Regions from separate parts of the Hordeum vulgare genome. Here region 1 is linked to region 2. The links are chromatin contacts, called in public Hi-C maps. All regions are on one chromosome and are shown on one strand. The core of a region is the stretch at or near the end of the contact, and the rest is flanking DNA. Distances in the headings are between cores, read along the strand shown. Region 1 holds the start of LOC123448876 (mitoferrin-like). Region 2 holds the start of LOC123448874 (40S ribosomal protein S7).

The links. Hi-C and Micro-C count contacts between places; a contact is called where the count stands out from the background.
Region 1: a Hi-C map of seedling shows a contact between it and region 2, with 3 times the contacts expected there. The contact joins the promoter of LOC123448876 here to the promoter of LOC123448874 in region 2. A contact is called at or near these places in 2 of 6 Hi-C or Micro-C datasets (leaf and seedling).

The regions. Positions count from the first base shown.
Region 1 is chr4H:443,588,563-443,593,629 of MorexV3_pseudomolecules_assembly, forward strand. LOC123448876 (mitoferrin-like) reads right to left here and starts at 2,307. Exons shown (of 2, transcript XM_045125906.1): 1 at 1,199-2,307. The coding sequence starts at 2,188.
Region 2 is chr4H:443,362,467-443,367,028 of MorexV3_pseudomolecules_assembly, forward strand. It overlaps LOC123448874 (40S ribosomal protein S7), which reads right to left and starts at 2,966. Exons shown (of 6, transcript XM_045125905.1): 1 at 2,857-2,966; 2 at 2,665-2,761; 3 at 2,471-2,544; 4 at 2,255-2,378; 5 at 1,418-1,600; 6 at 858-1,181. The coding sequence starts at 2,739. The coding sequence ends at 1,059.

The sequences.
Region 1 (5,067 bases), core at 1,057-3,556, 230 kb after region 2:
TTTTAGGGAAGATTTCAAGGTGGCTACAACTTCTCTCTCTGTTGCGTGCGGGCTGGCGGAATCAGTGTAAAACATCGAGTTTCACAATTATTAGTACTGAAGGGACCCATAGAAAGGAAGCATACACGCTATGTTGCCTAAAGACCAAGAGATTGCTGACAATATCTATTGTGTACATGTAGCACATAAGAATACCCTATTTTTCAATTAACTGAGCTACAGATAGCCATGACTCATAAGATTAATAAAGGTAAAACTTCAATAAGCACCCATGATGGATCAATAAGGACAATGGATCTACAAGCAACAAAAGTATGCTTAAGACAATTGGAGTGTCATATCAAACAGAAGTACTACAAATGATAGTGCAGAGCTGAGGATATTCAGATATTATTAGCACTAATGACAGTGCGGAGCTGAGGATATTTTTTCAATTAACTGAGCTAGGGATAGTCATGACTAGTCATAAAATTAATAAAGGTACAAGTTCAATAAGCTGAACTACCAGTGATGGATTGATAATGACAACGGATCTACAAGCCCCATATAAGTACGCATAAGACAATCGGTGTGTCATGTCAAACATTTGTGATGGTGAGGAGCTGAGGATATTGAGACGCTATTAGCACTAATGTTCCAAGTTATTACAACTACAATATTATGAATGTGATTACCACCAACCATTTGTAACTTCTCGTCAACATTTCCATCAAAACCTTGTAAGGTCAGCTGTTGGATGTTGATGTCATTTCAACCAGGGCATACAACTCACACCTTGAGTCTATACTAGTTTGTTTTGATTTTCCTAGCAGAAAGGCACAATTAATTGTTCCATAGGTGAAAAGACTGCAGCTTCAGAAGTTTAGCATATCTATATCTAACTAGTCAGTTAGCACTTGGCGCAACCGAAAATATGCTCCTTGTATCGCTAGCTCTTCAACATTAATGGTACAGAGCACCCTATAAGGACAGTGATCACCAATAAGTCACTAACAGATCAAAGGGCCACTGGAAAATAATAATAAAAACTGTAAAAAGTCATTCCAAGAATCTTGGAGGTGAACAGAAACACCAGCACAGGCCTAAAATCTCTCCATTTGCAGAGCAAAGCCGCACAAATCAAACTCAGACCAGCTCCAGTGATATCTACTAGACGTCATTGAAGGTAACCGCCAAACCAAATGCGTGAGATCCTCACCTGGCACTGCAGTTGCGTCTTGACAACATCGAGTGGTGTGGTTAACGCGGCCGCAAGAGCGCCGGCCGCAGCACCCGCAGTGGCGTGCACGGCAAGCGACTCCTCGTCAGCTGCCATGTCCCCGAGCACACGCTTAGCCGCCTCGTAGGTGGAGAAGTGGACGGCGGTGTAGGGCGCGTTCATGAGCACCGTGGTCCTGTAGGACACGAAGAAGGCCCTGAGGCCCTCGTCGCGGAAGACGGTGCGGACGCAGTGCGCGACGCCGGAGTAGGGGCTGCTGGTGAGCTGCAGCCGCTGCTTGACGGTGTCCATGGGGGTGAAGACGGCGTCGCTGGCGATGGTGGCGAGCACCCCCGAGGAGGCGTGCGCCGCGGGGTTGTTGGGGCCGAAGCGGTCCGTGAGGCGCGACTTGGCGAACTCGTAGACGGAGAAGTAGACGGCGTGGGCGGGGCCGGCCCCGAGGGCCATGGCGGGGAGGCCGCGGTAGAGCGCGAGCGCGCCGCCCTCCCCTGCCACGGCGGCCCGCAGCGCGGCCCCGAGCGAGAGGGTGGGGCGGCAGGGCGGCGAGGCGGCCTGCATGTGCGTCTTGAGGGTGTCGACCGGGAACATGGCCGTGTGCTCGACGACGCCGGCGACGGAGCCGGCGAGCATGTACTGCCAGAAGCGCAGGCCATCGTGGGCCGCGGCGGCGGCCGGCCCCGCGACGCCGAGGGCCGGCTTGGGCGGGTCCTGGGCCGGCTCCTCGGTGGCGGCGGCGGCGGCGGGGAGGAGCCTGTCGGGGGTGCGGTAGTCAGCGGCCATGGCGAGGGGCGCCGCTAGGGTTAGGGTTTTGAGCGGGAACGCGGTGGAGGTGGGGGTGGGGAAGGGGGCGAGGGTGGAGGAATAATGAAGAGGAGGAGGCGAGATTTGGAGGAGATGTCGCCATTTAGGCGGAGGGGACGGGGTTGGGGAGGAGGCGTTGGCGCCCCCCCGGTGGTCGTCTCCAGGCATCCTCTCCTCTCCTCTCCCAGTTTCTTCCCCAAGTTTTTCTCTTCCTCTGCTACTCCCGCAATGTAAATTCTCTCCCTTTCAGTTTTCCACGAGGCAAATTCTGTCCCTTTTTTACTACCTTCCTTCTTTCTTTCTTACTTTCTTTCTTGTGTCGCCGTCAATGAACTTCCTTCATTCCCTGATGATATTGTAAATCATTATTCCGACTAGGAGCAAGGAGAGTTGCCTTTTACGTCTAAGGAATATTCTAGAGATCAATCTCTTCTCTGATCTAATTGGGATTGCAGTACACGTTAACGCTTTCTCCAGTGGAAGTTGAATTGCCGGGCTGACCGTCTGTCCCCCATGACACTGAATCTGTGATAGAACTGTCCCAACTCACAACTAAGTTCGGATTGTGCCTTTTTCTGGGAAAAAAAAAGAGGGTTCGGATTGTGCTTGGAAGGAACAGAGGGCCAAGGAATACAAGTCCAACATAAGGATCTGCAGGTCAAAGAGTACAAAATGAGGTTGTCTAGTGGCCGAAACTTTGTTAATGAAATGGACTTGACAAAATTTGCGGGATCGTTTGGTCTTATATACTCCGCAGATCAGAGTGACGCGGTGGCCAGGGTAGCAACTTTCCATACATTGTTTTATGAGCAACTTGCTTGCATACCGATACCATCATACACACAACCTAGATCCACTTTTACTTTATTTAATTTGTTGGGTCCAAAGAGAAGATACAAAAAATAAATAGATGGAAGATACAGTTGTTGGTAGCACATGCAATAGTCATTCTCCCCAAACAAGAGCACAAGAGAACACCGCAAAAACAACAAGAAGAAAACCCCTTCAACAAAAAGAGAGAGAGAGAAAACCGCAAGCTTAGGTGAAATAATGAAGAGGAAGTTATTAGCAAATATTGAGAAAATGTTGGGTCCTATACTTACAGCCACGGAACACAATAAACACAAGAAGCATAGAGAGTTAGGTCAAATATTCAGAAAATGTTAGGTCCTATATTTAGAAAATGTTAGGTCCTATATTAGCAAATATTTGCAAAGAGAGCCTTGGCTCAGTGGTTGGGCATGCGGTTGTGCAACCCAACGATCCGAGTTCAATTTCTAGAATTAACAGGTGATGCACAGGGAGTTTTCTCTCATTTATTGAGGATCAAATTTGACGTGTGGTGAAACCACTCATCAAAAAAATCTTGATACTCGTTTAAAAAAATTCTGAGGACCGTGTTTTATCTTGATACTCATACTAAAATGGTTGTATGCATCCCTAACTCTCCGGCGGCGCGCTTCCTCGATCCGCTCTTCTCCAGCTCCGGGTGCGGCCTCTTCCCCTTCCCCGTGCGCGCGACTCGAATCACACCGAGCCTTCTCCAGCGCCTCCTCGCACCGGCGACTAGCGGCGCATCCAGCAGGAACACCGGACCCCATCTCCGCCCCTCCCGCTTCGCCGCTGCCGGAGGGGACGCCAGCGAAGCCGCGCGCGCCCCGGGGATGGCGGTGGCGGGGCCCATCGCGTCGGCCCTCGGGCTCTGGCGGCGGCGTCTCGCGTCTGCGGTTGCGGGATCCGCTGTGATCTCACCAATCGACGGCGGAGGAGGGCGGAGGAGGGGCTCCATGGCCGGATCTGGCGGGGCACTCGGCCCTGGTGGTAGAGCGGCAGCCGGGCGAGGCTGCGCTGGTCGGTTGGGCACGAGCAGTGTCCCGGGCGCGCGGTGCAGTGGCCTTGGCTGGGGTCATGATGGTGTGGCGGCCATGCTCAGCGGTCCATGGCGGTGGATATCTGAAAGGATCGATATGGTTGGCTAGAGGGGGGGTGAATAGACAACGACCACTTTTTAATTAATCTTAACAAGTTAAGGTAAACACTATACGGGTTCACAAATAATATGACAAAGAGGTGACCCCTATAGAAGCTAACAACAAGAGCTATTAAGACAAGTAAGATATAGTCACAAGCAAAAGCAAATACAAAGGTTAGAGATAACCACAAGTGGAACCGATGGAGACGAGGATGTGTTACCGAAGTTCCTTCCCTTTGACAGGAAGTACGTCTCCGTTGGAGCGGTGTGGAGGCACAATGCTCCCCAAAAAGCCACTAAGGCCACCGTATTCTCCTCACACCCTCGCACGATGCAAGGTACCGTGATTCCACTATAGGTGCCCTTGAAGGCGGCGACCGAACCTTTACAAACAAGGTTGGGGCAACTCCACACAAAGCTTGGAGGCTCCCAACTAAACCACGAAGCTTCACCACAATGGAATATGGCTTCGAGGTGACCTCAACCGTCTAGGATGCTCAAACACCCAAGAGTAACAAGATCCGCAAGGGATTGGTGGGGGAATCAACTTTTCTCTTGGTGAAAGTGTGGATCTAGGCCTTCTCAACCAATCCCTAAAGAATCAACAAATTTGATTGGCTAGGGAGAGAGATCGGGCACTTTAGAGCTTGTGGAGCAACAATGGAGCTTAGAGAGGTAAGAGATAGGGTTCCTCAGCTAGAAGAACCCTTTATATAGTGGGGGGGGAGGGGAAATCAGACCGTTTTCCCACTCTCTGCCCGAGAACCAGCGGTACTACCGCTGAGCCTGAGCGGTACTACCGCTGGACCTCCAGCGGTACTACCGCTGACACCAGCGGTACTACCGCCGGCCCCTTGGTAGTGCACGAGCACTACTACCGCCGGGAAAGTCTTCGCAAAAGGGTCCGTCCACAAACTACCGCTAGGCAGGTGGAACAAAACACCTGGAGCGGTACTACCGCTGACCAGGGGCGATACTACCGCTGGAGCCAGCGGTACTACCGCTGGGGACCATTTTGCAGAAAAACTCAAGATGAAATAGGCGAGGGCCGCTCCAAACAAGGAAGGGGAGAATG
Region 2 (4,562 bases), core at 1,716-4,215:
ACGGTGATTTGTACCCCACATAGATCAGCAATTTTAGGAGTTCAAAGGTACTTGATTATCGACGATGATTTGTACCCCACATAGATCCTCAATTTTCTACATAGATCCCCAATTTTCTGTATAAGCTCATGGATGTATGCTATGGTGGTGAATTTCCTGATAACGTGTAGGAATTTATGAAAAAACTTGTGTTATTGTGGGCAAGGCCCTATTTATACAAGAATTTGTGTCCATTGATTGTGGAGAAGGCAGATTTGGGGCCTCCGAAATGCTGTACGACGCTTTTGACACACGTGATGAATCCTAACAACGATTAGTGCTAATGAGATTGGTTTATTCTTAACAAAATTCATATCCAAACATGAATGAAGTTTCGGAATCGCTTGGCCTTACAAGCCCTACTTAGCAGATAACTTGGTGCGCCTCCAACTATTCCTAACTGGGTGCGCCTCCAACTATTCCTTGCCAAAATTTATCTATGTTGCAAACGTTTCTACTGGAGATTCACAGACACACAATGACACCAGATCGGACGGCTCACAATCACCATTATGTTAACAAAATAAGTTTGGCGACATATTTCACAGTTCAAAGCAAATAACTCAACCTGTTGTTCTGAAAGCAATATTCTATTTACAAACACTTGCTTGTTTAACAGTGGCAAGGATTTTGTTGATCAAATTGTTAGTAAAACCTGATAACACTAGCTCCAGAGAGAACAAGTAGAAACTATGAACAATACATAGATAAGCAATAGTGAATTATCATCATTCCAGGCAGAGATGTATACCAATTAGAAATGACAATGAAATGCAACAAGATTACACAATACCTAGATAAGCAATAGTGCAACAAGATAACCGAGCAGACGTTCATAATTTAAATGCTCAAAACTTTAACATTGTTCACGTTCATTGCCATCTCCATCAAACTTTCCTAAACCCAGGTTGTTAACAAAACTATGTTTCTGGAATACATTGATAGCACAACTAACTGAAGCATCAACCAAAACATTTGGATACGAAGATATGAAATGGAGACATTCAAGGCATTGGTCTTCATGCGGTTTCGGCCACAGGGTACTCAAAGACAACGTCTTTCCCGCAAAGCCTGCGGTAGACTGCAGAGAAGGTCTCCAGCTTGTATTCAGTGTTGTTGCGCTCCTTTGGGTCCAAGTAGATCTGAAAGAAAATCAAGAGAAGGGTCAGCACTAGAATTTCTAGCCAATGAGGCAAAGAGTGCTATGGACACAAGATGCTTCTAGTATAATGTGAGAACTTGGGACCTAGTAAAAAACAAGTAGCATATCAAACAGTGTAAACAAAACAGAACAGACTGGAGGTAAATTGTAGCAATAAAACTGCCGCCAACTATTTATATGATAATCAACCAATTAGAAAGTTGATGAATAGACTACCTTGATGACCTTGGCACCATCCAAACGGTACCTGACGCGCTTCCCCACAATCTCAGCTGGGTACACAACATCCTCCAAGATACCATCATGAACAGCTGTCAGGGTTCTGGTGCGAGGGCGCTGAACAGCGGAACCCTTCTTGGGTGGCCTCACAATCCTTCTTGTTGCAACAAAGACAACATCCTGTGCAAGGGACAAACAATTTATTAAACTTCATTGTTTCAGTTTTTATCAACATCATTTCAGATGTTTAAACAAAGTCCTCCAGCAAAACAACATATTATAGTGATGATCTGGGACAAAGCACAAGGAGTTCAAGTATGGCGAATAAGCTTAGAGGCAAAGATTTACAGTACAAGCATGAAAAAGAGAACAGCAGAACTCCAGTTTGAAAACTGCAATTAGCTTATTAGAGATAACAACAATGGCTAGCTGTTGAGCAATTTGCTTTCATTTAAAGGTAACCAAGGGAAAAACATGAGGTAAACATGCTCGTGGATGCCACCTAGCCCTGATCTCTAACTGTAAATCAGCTTATAGACTAATGATTAACAGTTAGGGTTCATACACTAATTATGTTGTCATGTATTACACCGGGTGGTGCCTTGAATGTTACCATTCCCTTGCTAATGTGGAAATACTAGATTCTAGTATACTCAGTCAGCTTCTTCGAATAATGTATCAAATTGTTCATACAGCTTCTTCAAATAACGTATATAATTGTTCAGCATATACTACTATTTACAAATTACAACAATCGTATGGCAACTAAACATGTACTTAGACAGATACTGATAGTGTGAAGCACAGCAAGGAAAATACGTATAAGCAATTCACCTTGCCGCTAAACTTCTTCTCCAGCTCCCTGACGAGCCTGACATGGATCTTCCTGAAGGGCTTGCGGAGACGGTACGGCACATGGATCACCACGGCCTTCCTGTTCCCAACAACATCCATCTGGCTGCACACACATAACGGCCGTATCATAACGCGTCCACCACTGCCAAATATATCGGTCCGACCAATAGATCGGGATGGTCTGGATAGACTTACATCGCAGTGTTGATGTACAGGTCCTTGAGGTCGCTCTTGAGCTCCTGGTTGCCATTCTCCAGGTCAAAGAAAGCCTACAAGACGTTAACCACCACAGGCATGTCAGCCTTTGACAGATCCACACGAAGAGCAGTTCGGAGAACACAAAGGAATGGCAAAAGGCCGGAGAGGAGGGACGCGGGAGGGCCGCTCACCTGCGCGACGGTGTCCTCGAACTCCGAGGGCTCGACGCCCTTGTCCTTCTGGATCTTCTTCCTGGCGGTGTACATCTTGCTTCCCTTTCGCTGGACCCTGCAGACGTGAGGGTTGGATTCGCAGAGCGCACACGGATCAGGAACGAGCGGGCAAGGGGGAGTGGCGGCGGAGGGAGGAGGGAGATAAGATACCTGCGCGCGAGGAGACGAGGGAGCAGAGAAGTGGAGGCGCCGGCGCTAGGGTTTGGGAGGAGGCGTGGGAGTCTCGCTGAGAGGGCACTTATAAAACCCTAGTCGTGTGGACTGGGCCGGCGGGAGGTCGTGTAATGGCCGGGCCGCATGTACTTGGTCTATCAGCCTGGCCCAGCTTAAATCAGCGCTGGTGTGGTCTACCTTATTGGGCTGGCTTCTCAACGAAGATGGGATTGTTATAGAATGTGTTATGTGGTTTTATCCGCGAGGTCCTATACGGCGCCTTCAGCGCCGGTTAGGCAAACAGGCGCCTGCAGCGCTCCTTCTCGTGGACCGGCCCATGTAGAATGTGTTGATCTTTAAAAATATAAAAAAGTTTATAGAATTTTAGAAAAACAGATCTACGAAAAAAGTTCAATGATTATTAAAAAAAGTAAAAAAAGTTCACTGATTTTATAAATATGTTTATGTACTTTTAAAAAGTCCACACAATTCGAAAAAATTAATATTGATTTTCAAAAAAGTTCATCAATTTTCAAAAAAAGTTCATCGGTTTTAAAACAGTTCATTGATTTTGAAAAAAGTTCATGAATTTTAAATTATGTTCATAGATTTAAAAAAAAGTTCATCTATTTTTAAAAAGTTCACCGATTTTCAAAAAAGATTATCGATTTGGAAAAAAGTTCATGGGCTAAAATACAGATCGGATCTCTAAATGGATCGGCCCATGATAGAGCGTTGCACGCGCTAGTTAGCAAAATTTGCCTTTAACCGACGTGCGTGGTGCTAAATAGGGTTTCCCGTTTTATCCACACATTGTCATGAGCATTTCTAAACGACAAAAAAAATATTGTCATGAGCAAACATTAGTGACTTTTAGGCTCGGAGCGGTGAGAGGCGGGGAGTTTTTTCTATCAAGTTTGCTTACACCATGATATTGCATACCGAAATCAATAGGTAAAACTGGATTGATGAGAATGATGATTGATGAAACGTCGAGAACGAAAGAGGAGAGTAATGTGTGCTCAGCTTGCCCTCCTAGATAATGTTGTTCGTGTGGAGGTTAGCACGGAGCTTTATACCCATGGCGGATTTGCTTGAGCATAGGAACATGGTTACTTCAGCAGCACGCATGTTATGTGGTGCATTGGATTCGTGATGGCATACTTTGATCAACTGCATGGCAAGATGCATTTGGGCGTTATAGGACGAGGGTTTTGTTGTACAAATGTGCGAAGATGTCAAGAAGAATTCAATGGACTGGATTTTCACCTTTAACGGCGTATTATCGCATAATTTCTTTGTACGCATGGCCATCACCCTATGGGTGATTTGGGTCGAAGAGGAAGGCGGTGTATGAATGTATTTATGAGAGCCCTTTCTCAACTCACTTATTTATCCAATCTTACATGAATGATCTCCAAGTGATGAACAAGTCGACAATATCGACGGGGCCAACCCGAGCTGCTAAGCCACCGCATTGGCTCCAAGCAGCCCAAAAAATACGCTCAAGGTGAACGTGGACGTTGTCGCCGAAAGCTTGGGAGTTGGTTCAATAGGAGTTGTTTGCAAAGACACAAAGGGCTTGTTCTTGGGTGCATCACCCATTGTCTTTAGTGGCATCACCGAGCCCACTACCTTGGAAGCGTTGGTAGTTAGACAAGCCATGGCATTAAGGGGGACTTGAATCTAAAGTCCATCCATGT